Regions from separate parts of the Mus musculus genome. Here region 2 is linked to region 1. The links are chromatin contacts, called in public Hi-C maps. All regions are on one chromosome and are shown on one strand. The core of a region is the stretch at or near the end of the contact, and the rest is flanking DNA. Distances in the headings are between cores, read along the strand shown.

Region 1 (3,639 bases), core at 617-3,116:
GTCAAGTGATCTGCTTGTTATTTACCTCAGCATCCTTGTGAAATTCTCACACTTTGCCATTTGCATGTCATATCTCAAATGCCGCCTGCCACCTGCCTTTTTTTTTTTTTTAAGACAGTCTCTCATGGGCATGGAACTCATCTTGAGGACTAGACTAGGTAGCAAAACCTGCCCCGGGAATTTGCCTGTCTTTGCCTCCCAATCACTGGGATTCTAAGTACAAACTGTTGCACATGGCGTTTCATTTTTCTTTTCTTTTTTCTTTTCTTTTTTTTTTTATTGTGATTTACAGAGTTCAAACTTAGGCTGTGGTAATTGCAAGTACTTAAAAGAAAGTATGTTAGTGAGTGAAGCTACTACCCCCAGCCTCCAAATGGTGCCCTTGTTTAGAGATAATTCTATGGACCTGATTATTTCCATACTTAAAATTGTATGTTGAGTAATTTTGTCTAGACATCAAAAATTTTCACTGAAAAGTCTTCTATTCAATATTTTTATGATTAATTATGCAATTCTAGTTCACGATAAGCATAAGAGTACTTTTAGTGCCCTAATAGCCTTTCTAAATATACTCCTATGTAATATCTAAGATATTTGAACAATAAGCAGTGGGGTTGTTTCTTGCTAAAGGAACCTCATCAGGTCTGGACCCCTGTGTCCTGCTTGCAGAATATAAACTCAAAATATTAGACACTGTGTTCTTTCCAGTTTTTAAAATGAGCAACCCTATGGAAAGGCAATATTTTATTTATAAATAACAAAAATAGAGTGCATGGTTTCCTACTGTAGAATAACAAAGTAAAACAAATTCTTAACACCCCTCCCTCCACTCCCCCCCACCCCACCCCCAGTTTTAGAAAAGACTCGAGCGGGAAAAATAACAAGGCAGATCTTACAAGTCTTACTGCAATTCTGGATCAGGCTAGTTATTGCTGGAAGCTAAACGTGTTCCAAAACAGGATCAAAATTCCTTTCACTCTTTGAAGCATATTTTTATTCTTCCCAGCAGAGTGATGTCCCCGGGCTCGAACCAAACAGCCCAGGTAATTTTCTTACCAAGGATGTCTCTAAAATGTGTACACGTCTAAAATGTGTACACGTCTGCGCGGTGAACAGAAGAAACAAAGCAGGATTATGAGAGGCCAAACCTACTCCATCTTGGAAAAAAAGCTTGAGAACTTGGCCAGCCGCTGAACCCAAGCTGCACCCAAGTACGAGGAAGGACCCCATGGCTTGTCCTTGGCCAGCGTTACTCCCTAACTACTTCCTAGCAACGGTTAATCAAAGATAAGTCTGATTGTTTCAGATGTACTTTCAGACCCAGACAGTCCGTGGTTGTATACAGTCTTGCTTCAGAGCACCCACCTGTCGGCTTACAATAAACGTTCAGTTAGATGTTAACCAGGCTGGACCCCGCCCACCTTACTACAAAACCTTGCCCTACTAAGGATTCGAGGCTGCTCCATCTTCTGGTTCTGCTGTGTCAGGGTTGGGTTGGAGGGGAACCCACGCCCAAACTTGTAATAAAGACACGCTAATGCGATTACATCGAAACTGCTCCTTGGGTGGCCTTTTGGGGTTCACCAACATTTCCTGGCACAACAATTGGACTTCTAACTTTAATTCCACAAGCACCTTCCATTTTACTATTAGAAATACCAAAATTCTTTACAGAAAAACGAGGTTTCATTTCTGTGTAAATCAGACACTGAAGAGGCATTGTGGAAAACAGACTTCAGGCTTTGGTCTGAGGGTTTCTAGACTGCTACTCCGAGTGCTGTCTGCCTTCGCTCTGCCTGCGTCTGGTCCACACCTGGAGCGGAGGTATGCCCGTCCATACTTCCCCCTCTGGAACCTTCTTTGTAAAGCCTTTTCCTGGCTTGGCTTACTTGTATGCACCCAATTACAATGTCTAAACTGCATTTCCTTGAGCAGTATTGACATCCAGTGGAGATTTAGAATAATTACAGGTGTGTCAAAATCCTATAGACGGGAGCCCAGAATGGATGACTGATTTGAGGTATCACACATTTTTATTTAGTTGCATGGAATTTAGATACAAGCTACAGGTTACATAATGTACCCTGTCCATACAAATAGGTCACAACAATTTAACAATTTTGTGTCAGAAACACTTTACGTGAGGGCTTTGTCATTTTTATTTTCATCATTTTTATTTTCTTACATTATAGTATAATTACATCCTTTCTCCCTCCCCTTTCCTCCCTCCATACCCTTCAACATACTAGCTCTATTTCTAATATGGGTCCACTTTTTTTCATTAACTTTTGTTCCTATTCCTTACATGTATGTAGATATAGATAGATATAGAGAGATAGAGATAGAGATGATATAGATAGGTAGATATAGATATAGATATAGATATAGATATAGATATAGATATAGATATAGATATAGATAGAGATAGAGATAGAGATAGAGAGAGAGAGAGAGAGAGAGAGAGAGATAGAGATAGAGATAGAGATAGAGATAGAGATAGAGATAGATATAACCTGTTTGGTTTGTATAATGTTACTTGTGTGTGTTTTCAGGACTGATCACTTGGTATTGAATAACTGATTGGTATGCTCTTCCCGGGTAAGAGCATTTCTCTGGCTTTCCACCTTTCTACCTGGCCTTTAGATCTTTGTGTAGGATTCAGGCCCTCCTTAGCTGCATACTGTCATTTATTTTTGTTTCTCCCTGTATATGTCACTAGCCACCCACAGAAGAACCAGCACATATTAAGTATTGAAAGATATAGGTACACGGGAATCAATAAACAAGAACCAGGAAACTGATTTTCAAAGGGAAGCAAGAGCAAGAGATGAGAATTATGAATGAGATGAGGAAGCATCCCCTCGTGGTTGGAAAGTTAGGTGGTGCTTCTAGCTCTAGAATTCCTCTGGCAGCTTCCCCTTGGTCTGTGATTTGCTTCTGGGGGCTAAGTGACTAGCTGTCTTCTGCTGTGTACTAGGTCTGTTGGTGAGGGATTTAATACACATGGGAAAGAAGGAAGCAAAGTTGGGTTGCTTGACTGGAAGCCCACTGCTTTTGGAAGGCTTGTTGCTGAAGTCCAGGACAAGCTAAGGTCCAGCGTTCTTTGTGTATCTTACAAATTTCTGACCTGGACTCTTTCACTAACCGAAGGTGGAAACGGGGGATCCTTTTTGGTTCAGTAAATCACACTGTGTTACAAGCTTCCTTGATTTCAGTCTTAAAACTTCTACATACATTAGCTTTCTTTTTAAGTTCCTCAACTATATGCTTCGTGTAAACGACATCTTCCAAATGTCACTAAAGCCAGAAATTCAATTCCTAGTCATCTCTCAATGAGATTACCAGCTTAAGGCTATGGAAATTTCAACAAAATTTAATAATTCTACATCCTCTTGGGTATACTTGCATCTTATATAAGCTTTGGTGACTGATTCTTCTGTAACCATTCCATGCAAACAGTCTAGGTCTACAAAGACTGGATACCTAAAGTTAATTCTAATCTGTTCTGGGAATAGATGTTGAAGAAGTATTTTTTTTCTATAGGATGTAAAACACCATTTAAAATTTTACATTTTTTAAATTCATGCTATTTTCTGTGGCTTACAAAGATATGTGTCTTCAACAAAAATTTGGAAATTT
Region 2 (3,639 bases), core at 535-3,034, 270 kb before region 1:
CACAGAGGGCTGAGAGTCTGTTCTAGTCAATCTCACAAGGCAGCCTGTGTTCTGGGTGGGCTGGTAACAATTACAAGCAGGAGTAGCACTCATTGGGACCCGCTCTGGCATGGTGTCAAGGTGTCACAAGGGAGGGATGGGAAGGCAACCTGAGAAATGGAGCAGTCGTAGTGACGTCTGGTCGTGTCCAGTCTCAAACTGGTGGGTCACCCAAAAACAGAGGCTCAGGGACTGAGGCTGGGCCCATGATGGCCAATACATGGTGGCCAGGGTTTAGCAAAATGTCTTCTTTTTTATTTTTAATTTTAAAGAAATTATGTGTTCGGGCTGGTTATATGACTAAGTGGTAGAGTGCTTACCAAACATGTGAGAGGCCCCGGGTTTGCTTCCAACCCCTCCCCCTGAATCTACCCCTGCTAAATCTCCCTCACGCACACTATAACCTTGGCTCCCACTCTAGTCTCTACTATAACCTTGGCTCCCACTCTAGTCTCTACTATAACCTTGGCTCCCACTCTAGTCTCTACTATAACCTTGGCTCCCACTCTAGTCTCTACTATAACCTTGGCTCCCACTCTAGTCTCTACTATAACCTTGGCTCCCACTCTAGCCTCCCGAGTCTGCATCTGATGCCACTGTGTTCTCTTATGTTGAATATTTTTACATTTTCTTCTCGACTTGCCTAGAGACAAAAGTTCTACATCTTTATCTCTACTTTCTTAGCCTCCTTTTTTTTTTTTTTTTTTTTTTTTTTAAAGAAAATGTTATTAGGGAATACAGAACTCTCTTAAGAATTGTTTGCTAAACTTTCAGAACCCCCGATTTAACCTCATAAAAATGCATGATGTCTATATTGTACAAATGAAGAGGAAATTAGCTTGTCATTCACTGTTAATGAGAGCTTATATGTGTTCCCAATGTTCTCCACACTATCTCCTATTCTAACAGCAATGAGAGCGCTGGTTGGAGTGGCACGAACAAATCTTCCCCGAGGTGTCTCGCCCCTCTGTCTACAGCAAGTATATCCAGATCTAGACAGAGCAGAGACACGCCCTGCCCTGCCCCGTGCACCCAGCATGCTTTGCGCTCAGTTTTGGCTTTGAGTTTTCTTTATCGTTGCTAATATCGCATCTCACTGAAGCTTCTTTGCTGCACTCATATTCTCCACCATTTTGCCAGATGAGCATTTGGACACTAGAATGAGAAGGACCAGGGAGGACAAGAAGGCTGGGACAGACAACATGCTTCCCAACAGGCAATGGCTAATGGCTATCCGCTTTGAGTGGTTTAGTCTGCTTCACCAAGTTCCATCTTCTTGATTTAAAATCTGAAAAGGACTCTGAAAGTGTAGTGGGAAATCTGAGAAGGGAAATGACTGTGTGGCAATATGTCGTGTACCTGTTTTCTCATTATACTGTTTTTAATTTGTTTTCCATGGGATATAGGATTATGTTTGTCTTCTTTTCGCAAAAGGTGGTAGTACAGCATTTGTTTTGGGGGGGGGGGCAGGCTGCTTGCTCTCCACTTGTATCTGCCTCCCTAACAGCCCAGAAACTTAACTACAAATTACTTTGCCAATAGACTAAACTCACGGAGCACGCTTCTTTGACACACACAGAGCAAGTTTCTTCTTTTGTGAGGATCAATGGAGATAAGGCACACGAAGAGCCTGAGTCTTCCTGGGGTCTTTCATTCTACGTGTATTTGCCTGTTCTGTGTTGTGTTAGGATCCTTTATGCTGTCACGGGGAGCAAATGAGTCAGGCTGATAGATTGTGTTCAACAGTGCATAGTTCGGGTAGAACAAACGGTGTTTATTCTAAGGAGACCATGCAGAACACAGCCAGTGGCCTGGAAAGATCAAAGAAACCTGCAGTATGAACTTAACTGTGCTAGAACTGGCGGGGCAACCCTTGGAAAACACAGTGATGCTGCAGTTGTCCCCTTCAGGTCACCTCTGCTTCACCAATGCTCTCATCTTCTTCCTCGACCCAGGAACGCTGCCTGTTAAATGCATCTGGTGGCCACTTTCTGGGAGAATCACCCTCAGGTGACAGGAGCTGAGTAGGACGTTATATCTGCAGGCATCCTGCAGTGGTATGAGGGAATGGGTATCAAGCTCATATCGCTGAAGGTGAGAACCGTCCATGAGCAACCATGGATGATCCAGGGCTCCCTGTGTGGTCAGAGTGAGCGTATGAGCCAACCCCCCTTTGCTTGTCCTCGTGCCTGAGCTGCTTCTCTGCTTCCCTGCTAGGCTTCTCCTTAGAGCATCCTGTGCACAAACCACCTGGACAACGATCTGCGTCTCAAGCTAAGCCTTCACGAAGCCCTACCTCTGACCTCAGAGCAGATTTGAGATTTCACTGCCATTGGATAGAGAGTGCAAGAGTTGACTCTCTGCTCTCACGGCAGGGGGCTGATTTAAAGAATGCAGGCTTTCAATTCTAGAGTTCTTAATACAGTTTATGCCCTGGCATTCGCTCAGTCATGATCTTTATTCATATCTCCTGGAGGGAGATCAACAGGAGAAGGATTAAAAGTTTTTAAAAATTTGTTACCTATCAAAATGTATCCACCAGAGGGAGGAGGGGACAGAAGCCAGGGCTTTTGACTGTCCCAGGGGAAAAATTATAATAAAATGAAGGAGTTGGGCTTGAGTTTAGGAGAAGATCATGGATGGATCATTTTATTGCCATTTTTTCATTGCTTTTGTTACTGTGGAAATTTTTATGGCTCTGGCAGTACAATAAAGCCAGGAGCAAATAGAATTGGAGAGAAAAAGAGAACTAGGTTGTCTAGGATCTTCCAGGCAAAGATGTCTTGTCTTCTAGGTGACTGGGGGACTTTTCCATAGTAGGCTATGTTTTAGGAAGATAAGCCTGGAGAGAATACAATATGATTTAAAAGAGGGAAAAATTAGATTTAGACACAGAAAAAATAGATTTAGACATTGTATTTAAATACAACGCGCAGGTGATATATAATGTAGATGAATTCTTATGGCATTTTTATAATCAGAAAATTCAGTTAAAAGATGAAGTAATGCAAGCCAGGCCCAGGGTAAGGAGTCTATGAAGGAGGAGAAAGTAGAGAAGGAAGAATCAATATGATTTAGGGGTAATTGGGAATAGAGATAAAACAACTATGTCTAAAATTTTATGGATTTTCAATCTTCATAATTTTCAGTGTATACTTTCATACTTATCTAAGTATGTACATCTAGTCTCTGTATCTTATTTTACTTACATTTTAACAAAATTATACTACTGATACCAAGGATGAGAGATTTATTTGGCATGACCCAAGAGTCTTTTGAGACAGCTGATTCATAAGGCAGCCTTTATGATCTCATGGCTTTATAGCCAGGCTTTCTTGTAATAAAGAGGGTATTACTTTACGTCAGGACCAAGCCCTGGAAAGGAAATCACGAGGCTTTCTAAAAGGCAATTTTAAGATACATAAGCACAAGACATTAAGGCTTAAAGATGAAATGCCAGAAAACTCTTGTGACTGGGTGGCATGCTGTTCAGGAGCCATATTTTATCGCTCTTAAAGAGTCCCACTGCGCCATGTTGGCAGAGACAGACGGAAGCAGAAAGATGGAAGGGGAAGCAGAAGAGAAACAAAATTCATTCAT

What was found. Hi-C and Micro-C count contacts between places; a contact is called where the count stands out from the background.
Region 2: a contact with region 1 is called in a Hi-C map of uterus, with 4 times the contacts expected there. The contact joins two enhancer-like sites. A contact is called at or near these places in 24 of 484 Hi-C or Micro-C datasets (adipose-derived mesenchymal stem cells, brain, cerebellar granule neurons and 11 more), 1 of 115 datasets of contacts at active chromatin or transcription factors (embryonic stem cells) and 1 of 9 other capture datasets (embryonic stem cells).

Annotation. Positions count from the first base shown.
Region 1 is chr10:115,919,483-115,923,121 of GRCm38.p6, reverse strand. No RefSeq gene overlaps it. Among named protein-coding and RNA genes, the nearest start is that of 4930422I22Rik, 52 kb to the right of the region's middle. Within about 2 kb of position 1,866, at least 1 of the 459 cell types and tissues checked has an H3K27ac peak or open chromatin away from gene starts, as enhancers often do. A contact at or near this core is called in uterus, where this site is marked.
Region 2 is chr10:116,192,781-116,196,419 of GRCm38.p6, reverse strand. The region is part of intron 6 of Ptprr (protein tyrosine phosphatase, receptor type, R); the gene reads right to left. Among named protein-coding and RNA genes, the nearest start is that of Taf7l2, 81 kb to the right of the region's middle. Within about 2 kb of position 1,784, at least 9 of the 459 cell types and tissues checked have an H3K27ac peak or open chromatin away from gene starts, as enhancers often do. A contact at or near this core is called in uterus, where this site is marked.